Linked DNA regions of Rattus norvegicus: region 2 is linked to region 1. The links are chromatin contacts, called in public Hi-C maps. All regions are on one chromosome and are shown on one strand. Each heading gives the region's core, a stretch centred on a gene start, on an enhancer-like site or on the middle of the called end of the contact. The rest is flanking DNA. Distances are from core to core; before and after follow the strand shown. Region 1 holds the start of Metrnl (meteorin-like, glial cell differentiation regulator). Region 2 has its middle 46 kb from the start of Metrnl.

What was found. A called contact is a pair of places that touch in the nucleus more often than the background predicts.
Region 2: a contact with region 1 is called in a Hi-C map of Schwann cells, with 7 times the contacts expected there. The contact joins the enhancer-like site here to the promoter of Metrnl in region 1. A contact is called at or near these places in 3 of 12 Hi-C or Micro-C datasets (the A7r5 cell line, Schwann cells and mammary epithelial cells).

What each region holds. Positions count from the first base shown.
Region 1 is chr10:107,460,306-107,464,194 of GRCr8, reverse strand. Metrnl (meteorin-like, glial cell differentiation regulator) reads right to left here and starts at 2,047. Exons shown (of 4, transcript NM_001014104.1): 1 at 1,682-2,047. The coding sequence starts at 1,851. It overlaps LOC134480728 (a long non-coding RNA gene), which reads left to right and starts at 2,202. Exons shown (of 2, transcript XR_010055490.1): 1 at 2,202-2,336; 2 at 3,282-3,889.
Region 2 is chr10:107,505,770-107,509,658 of GRCr8, reverse strand. No RefSeq gene overlaps it. Among named protein-coding and RNA genes, the nearest start is that of Metrnl, 46 kb to the right of the region's middle. Within about 2 kb of position 1,913, at least 15 of the 93 cell types and tissues checked have an H3K27ac peak or open chromatin away from gene starts, as enhancers often do. A contact at or near this core is called in the A7r5 cell line and Schwann cells, where this site is marked.

The DNA of each region.
Region 1 (3,889 bases), core at 798-3,297:
CAGGGGAGAGGGGGTGTCCAAGAGGACAGGTAGCCAGCTCACAATGCCCAGACTTGAATTTGGGGGCTGCCACCCCAGCAGTCACACGCATCATGTGGTAGTTAGTCATTTGATTCCACTTAATTGGAAGGAACGACATGAGAATGGACCCGCGGAAATAAGGTGTCCTTTACTTTGTCTCTACTCAATCCCTCACTACCTGGGGGAAAACAACCCCTCACCACAGATCCCTGGGCTCAGGGAAAGGTCGTCTTTCAGGCACACAGTATTCTAAGAACCTGAAAGAAACCCCATTCCAAGGCCGGCGTACGGTTTCTGGTTTTGGTCTGCTGGAACAGGGCACCCCAAGCCCTGAAGTTAGAGTACACTAATTCTGCAGTGCAGGTTGTGAGGAGAGAGAGTTAATTACCATGGGGAAAGGGCAACCCGGTAAGAGCTTAGCATCACAGGCTCATGGCCAGCCCTGTGATGGCGCCAGCGTTCCCAAGGCCAGTCCTCCCCCAGATCCAATCTGCTCTTGTCTGCCCCAAGCTCTACTGACTCCCTGTTCTTGCCAGGCAGAAGGGATTTCTGCTGGAGAAAAAGCTCCAACTCCCTGAAAGACCGGTGCTGGAGCACTCGGGAGGCAGCTCTCAATCTTTCAGTCCAAGCACTCCAGCAGGAGTCTTGATGAGAGTTGATTTTGGTCTCTGTGGTTTCCTCAGAAAGTCAGGCACTGTAAGTGTACAAGATAACCATTGATGCCCTGCTTACGCAGATCCGGGGCACTGCTCAACATCCACCTTTCTCAGAAAACCCTCTTGACCAAAATCACCCATCACACGCATTGCCCCATGAGCCCTCTCTACACTGGAGTCTGTGCTTCAAACCAGATCGTGTACCTTCCCCAGCCTGCGCAAGCGCCCTTCTCGTGGGATGAGCTACACTAGACCCCCATCGCCGTCCCAGCCCACGTTTTCAGCGGAGACCCGCATCAGCGCAGCGCGCTATGCAAACCGCTGAATTGGCAACTTGCAGCGAATCAAACTGGCTCTGAAAAGAGAGGGGGCCGGCCGCTGTGCCTGGCGCGTTTTCAGTGTCCAAAGTAGCTACTATTCCTCAGGCACCCCGCCCGCGCACGCTTGTGACTTGTGCTTCTTTCCATACGTCACACTTCAGTTAAAACAACAGCGAAAAGTCCTCCGCTGTCACCGCTGATGGGGGACGAGAGGTGTCACAGGAACCCTGCGCCCTGCTGTCAAGGGCGGCTTGACCTTCACCGAGGAGGCGCAGGGCTCTACCCTACTGCATTTGGCCGGGGACAGGTGTCGACCCCGTCTTGTTGCCCCGAAGACAAGGCTGGTGCTGCAGCCGATACGTGTCTATCCCTCTAGATGAGCACAATCCCAACCCTTCCTCAAGGAACAGAAATCCCAATCGTTGGGAGGACTGAACCTGCAGCCCCTGGAGCCCAGGAAACCCACTAGGGCAGTGATTCGCGCGCGGAGAGTGGGCGTCCTCCGAGCTGGGACCCAGATGCCACCAACTCTTTTGTTCTGAAACCAGAGCTGGGACGGGGGTCACAGGACTTGGCCAACATAGCTGTCCCTACCCTGCAGGCACCACCAGCTCTGCCACCCGCTGCCGAGCGCTCCGGTCCAGGTCCAGGCGGTCCACGCTGGAATCGTCCCCCAAGACTCACCTCCCCTTCCAGCTGCACAGGTCGCTGGAGTACTGCGCGCTCGCGCCGCCCAGCAGCAGCAGTAGCAGCAACAGCAGCGGTGGCGGCGGGGGCGGACCCGGCCCAGGGCCCGGGGACCGAGGCCACTGCTGCCCCGCGCGCCTCCGGGCCGCCCACACCACACCCCGCATGCTCCGGCAGGGTCTGAGACCGGTGCGTGCCTGCACCCACAGAATAGACTGTTGAGGCAGTGCTGCGGGAGGCGTGGGTCCGCGTGCGAGCTGATCACGTCGCGCGTCTACAGGCCATCCCGTCTAGCCCCTGGCCGCCCACCATAGGAGCCGCCCCAGCCGCCCAAGCTGCAACCAGAGAAGCGCGCCGGCTGCCCCTAGAACCTCTGAGCTGGCAAGTTCCCGACCGTGGTCTGGCTCAGCTGGGGGGCGGAACCGTGAAGCCACCCCGCCCTCGTCCGAGCTCCGCCCCCGCCTGGCCTACGGCCCGGGCCAGCAGTTCCGCCCCGCGCGTCAGCTCACAGATCTGCGTCCTGCCAGCTCTGGCCTGGAACGCCCTGGTGTCACGCCGCTGCATATACTCAGTGGGCAGCATCTCGCAGCACAGGACGAGGGAAAGTGCAACTTGGAGTGGGACAAACGACTTTGCAAAGGACGGGAACAAGGTCAGGGAGGAGGGCTGGGGCGGGGCCACAGAAGCTGTGGGATGGTGATGGGAGAGTTTGGGCCTGGGGGAACTGCACCATCATGCATGAAGTGAAGAAATCTGAGCTCCTTCCAGCAGCTAGACTCCATCTTTCAGACAGCCTGAGTGGCCTCGAGTTTACAGGGTCTTATTGTGACGCTCACAGCTCAAGAGCGAGCGGTGGCTTCTTGGAGTTCCTGGCACCCTCCCTTTCCCTTCCCTGTATGCAAAATTTGCCTTGGTAGAGAAACACTCTGCTATTAGTAAGAGTAGGCAGCTTCCGCGAGGTTTTGCGAGTCTCTGGAGCACCCATCCCATAGAAAGGCCTTAAAGTGTGCAGTCAATCCCCAGGCCACACTTCCAAGGCTCCTGCTGTCTCTGTGTCTAATACGCACTGTATCATCTTGAAGCTGAGGTCATAAGCTGGATGCTTCTTTACAGCGGAACCTATCTTGGGCAGTGTGGGGCTTTAGTATCATTTCATCTTGGGACCCATCATTCTATACTTCAATAGGATCGCCCCTTCCAGGTTTGACAACTGGAATTGTCTCCAAACATCAACAGGAGTATAAAATAACCATCCGAGAGCCCAGTCTGGCAATGAAGGAGGGTTGTACTTCCTTCTATGGATGTTCATATGGAGGTCATGGAGATCCTAACATTTAGTGGGGGAGTTACACAGGAGCAGGACAGAAATAGGTAGGTGGAGGGACACTTTCTCTGGCCTGTAGCTTGATTTAAAAAAGAAAAGAAAAAGAAAAAAAGAAAAAACGCAGGGAGAAGGTGATGAGGCAGTCTTTCTTCACTCCAAAGCCCCAAACAGTTACAAACAAAACTGACCTGGATACATTTCAGGAGGCAACAAGGGATTGCAGGGTACCCTCTGTCCATGAGGAGAGGCCTAGAAATCCAGTTTATTTTTCAGTTGGTGACCATACTGAGAGCAGGAGAGTGACAACGTCTTCAACACAAAGAAAGAACCAGCACCACCTGTGGATTCAAGGCCACTGAACAGCTGAGGAGAAGCGAAGAGCTTGAGGAACTGGAAAAGACACCTGCATTTTTAAGAATCGGTGCGAAACAGTCTTACAACTGAGCAGGCCTTTGTACTCAACTAAAACCCAAAACTGGAACCCTGCCTCGCATATAAAGTGATGTCACCCTGAAATTCAAGGCCCTGTTGGATGCTCAAGGGACACACCTGTGCATTCAGAGCTTGAAGGTCTGCTCCACCAACTTCAAGGCCCTTACAGCATAGGCCTGGCGCCTTTCACTGCAAGGTTCCAGTGCACAGAAATTATATGAGCCAGGTGATAACCCCAAGCAGGTGAGCATAGGAACCTGCAGATTGCACACTGTACACTCCGGCTACTTTCTAGATAGTAATCCCTTTTACTAGGGGCTCTGTGGAGATGGAGACACAGTTTGCATGTAGCCAATCAGGTCTCATCCATCTCGGAAGGACTACAATAGCTCATCACAGTGCAGACCACAGCATGAAAGCCAGCAGTGATGGTAAGCAGTTCAGCCATG
Region 2 (3,889 bases), core at 664-3,163, 46 kb before region 1:
GTAGTACAACCTGAAATAGGAAATGGTAATACCTCCAGAAGTTCTTTTAGTGTTCAGGATTGTTTTAGCTATTCTTTCCCAATTTGTACACCCTTGATCTCCTTCTGTTGTATTATTGCTCTAGCTAAGACTTCAAGTATTTACTGAATAGGTATGGAGAGAGTGAATAATTTTGTCTTGTTCCTAATTTTAGTGGAACTGATACCTTATGAGAAAACAGATGACTGGAATGCAATTTGTCCATAGGTGTGTTTGAAAGAGAAAAATGTGAAAGACTTGGCAGCCAGTGGAGATCCTTACTGTGTAGCAGCTGGTCTTCTCCCATGGCAATGCGGTCCTAGGTCTTTTGTGCAGGAATACTCTCACTGCTTAAAAAAGTATCGTCTCTGTCTTTACCACCAGAGTGAGAATGGCCTGTTTCTGTCTTGGGTCTGGGACATTCACAAACAGCACACACTGAATCTGTGTTAGTGGCTTCCATCAGAGTCCGTTGAACAATAAGCAGCAGTTTAAGGGTTCATGTAGTCAATGTGCAGACCAGAAATGAGGAAGGAAACCCAGCCTAGACACACCCTCTCCAGTGACATTTGGGAGCCTGAAGCAGACATCAGGGGTCCTCTTTGATGCTTAATCTTCATTGTGTACATGGCTGGATACAGAGTAAAGATGGAAACACACCTCTGACGGTGTCTTTGAGGATGTTTGGAGGTTTAACTGAGAAGAGAAGACCTATTCTGGGTATTAACTTTGCCATCCCATAAGCTGAGGTTCTGGACTAAATAAAAAAGGAACCATAAAGCTGAGCCCCAGCATTCATGTCTCTGACCTTTCTGGTTGTGGCTGCCACGTAACCAGTTGCCTCATGCTCCTGCCACCGTACTTCCCCCACCATGATGTACTGTACTTTGAAGTCCCTTCCTTGCTTAAGTTGCTTCTGTCCGATATTTTGTCATGAAAATGAGAAAATTACCTCATACACTGCCCAACACACCTGCTGCTCACCCCCTCACCCAGTAGCCCCTATCCGTCATCCCTGTCCATATCCAGAGCGCTGGCACTGTGTTCAAAGTGAAACCACTTTCTCTGGCTCAGCCCCTGGTATGTCCTAAAATCAGGGGACCCCAGGCACCTCCTGTTCTGTTTTGGACTAACCCTACTTGTTGCTTCGATACCCTATAGGAATGCAGGCACCTACGGATGTATGAGACTATCTTCTGCTCGCCGTGAGGTCCTTGCAGCATGAGAAGGGCATCCCTGAGCAATCTCAGAGTGGGACAGAAATAGGGTTTTTTCCCTCTCTGATAGTAAGGACCACTGTAAATATTCTACAAAGTGTATGTGACAGCCAGGAGGAAGACCTGGGTTACATCTCAAGTTCTTCCTTGAAGTTTTATTTCAAGGGCAAGCAGAGCTTATGCCAGTGGCCTCAGCAGGCTCTATATTCTGTCCTCTTATAGATGTTTTCCCTTCCCCTTCTATTTAAAGCTTAGGCCTCTCTCCAATGACAGCCTAGCTGTCCACTCTCAAAAGTATCATTTGTCCTTGGGCTGAAGTGGGAGGAGCAGAGCCCTGAAGCCCCCATCAGCACAGGAGGAGAAAGTGGTTTCAGAATAAACTCCATGTGTGTCTGTAGAGACAAGGCATCCAGGGTCTCCTAATATCCCAGACTAATTTCTTCCATTTGTCTGGATCTGACTCAGGCATTCTTAGGGAATATGTCATCCAACAAAGCGTCATTCACCAGGAAAAGTGCATCCCGTTCGTGTTTAACTGCTTCTACCCTCCGATTCTCCTTTTAATTCGCTGACATTTGAGTCATGCAAATAACAGAAGGAAGTGAGTGAGAGACAATCGCTGCTGACCCCAGGGAGCCAACCCAACATGGCCAGTGCACCCTACCCTGCTCAAAACAGACACCCACCCTGTCTTCATAGCCAATTGTAGCCCATAGATGGAAACTTTCAGGCTCTGAAGGGCCTGTGGTTTTCCCTTTGAAGGAATTTATCATTGATTATTCACACACGTGGTATTTTGAATATGAAGAACACGTAACTCCCTAATGAGATAAAACTGAGCACAAACATGCCGTTTTGTTGAATAGCAGATAACTGCATCGGTCACGTGGCTGCACAGCACTGCTGACCTTCGTGTTCTGTGCATGTTGCAATGTGACAGGCTGTAAAGCAGTTTAAGGACATTGCTGTTTTGATAGGGAAGGAACAGAAGTCCAAGATGGGGAGTTTTCAGACATTAACTTCCATTGATGGGGTATGCAAGGCCTTCTCTGTATATATATCCACACTAGACTTGAAGTGGGACAGCTGTGGCTGCAGATTGGTACCACCGCCCCTGGGTACGTGAATGACCTATGGATATTAAGATTTTACCCATTAACTAAAGCAGAACCCTTTAGGGAGAAATGCCTGTGTTAACACACCTTCAAAGTTCCTTTTTCTTTTTTTAAATTTTCCAGTTATAGCCTTTTGAAGAAAATTGAGCATGCTCAGAGATGTTTCTTTCAACTCTACAACTCCATAATTTGTGTGAAGCGTGCTAAAAAGTGGGTCATCGTTCTTCCTTGAACTATGATCTTAACACAAGCACACACAGGAATGTGCTGACCCTAAAACTATTTCTCTACCTAAATATGTGTGGGCTCCTTGAATAAAACCCCATACTTACTTTGTGTAGGGAACTACAGCTTTGAAAATAATTCCATGCTCTCCCTACCTGTTGCAGACGATCTTTCTCTAGTTTTTCGTGTCTTAGCCATGATTTTTTTTTTAAACTTCACACTCACCAAGATATAAATTTATGGAGCTGAGTTAAACCATGAAGGTGCTGTGTAAACCTTCAGGTTCATTTTCCTTTTTTTTTTATCGGTTATTTTATTTATTTACATTTGAAAGTTATCCCTCCCCCTTCCCAGTTTCCCCTCCACAAGCCCCGTATCCCCTCCTCCCTCCCCCTGCCTCTATGAGAGTGCTCCCCCACCCACTCACCCACTTCTGCCTCACTGGCCTAGCATTTCCCTATCCTGGGTCATCAAGCCTCCACAAGACCAAGGGGCTCCGTTCCCAGTGATGCCAGATAAGGCCATCCTCTGCTACATATGCAGCTGGAGCCATGGGTCCCTTCATGTATACTCTTTGCTTGGTGTTTAGTCTTTGGAAGCATAGGGGGTTAGGGGGGCTGGTTGGTTGATATGTTGTTCTTTCCTATGAGGTTGCAAACCCCTTCAGCTCCTACAGGCCTTGCCCTAACTCCTCCGCTGGGGTCCCTGGAGGACCCAATGTTTGGCTGTGTACATCTGCATCTGTATTGGTCAGGCTCTGGCAGAGCCTCTCATGGGACAGCTATATCAGGCTCCTGTCAGCAAACACTTCTTGGAATCAGCAATAGTGTCTGGGTTTGGTGTCTGCAGATGGGATGTTTCCCTAGGTGGGGCAGTCTCTGGGTGGCCTTTCCTTCAGTCTTTGCTCCACTATTTGTCTCTGCATTTCCTTTGGACAGGAGCAATTCTATATTAATATTTTTGAAATGGGTGAGTGGCCCCATCCCTCAACTAGGGGCCTTGCCTATCCACTGGATATGGTCTCTACAGGTTCTCTCTCCCCTTTGTTGGGTATTTTGGCTAAAGTCCTCCCTCTTGGGTCCTGGGAGCCTCCTGGGTCCCTGGCATCTGGGACTTTCTAGTGGTTACCCTCAGTTCTCTCTTCCCCACTGCTACACACCTACTTTCAAATTTCTGACCCTTTGTACTTCTTCCCCATCTCCTCCCATATCTGAACTGGCCCTCTTTTTTTCTCTCCCCCTCCTCTCTCCTTCCCAGGTCCCTCTCCCCCTCTACTTCCCAGAGATTATTCTCTTTCCCCTAGTGGATAGAACT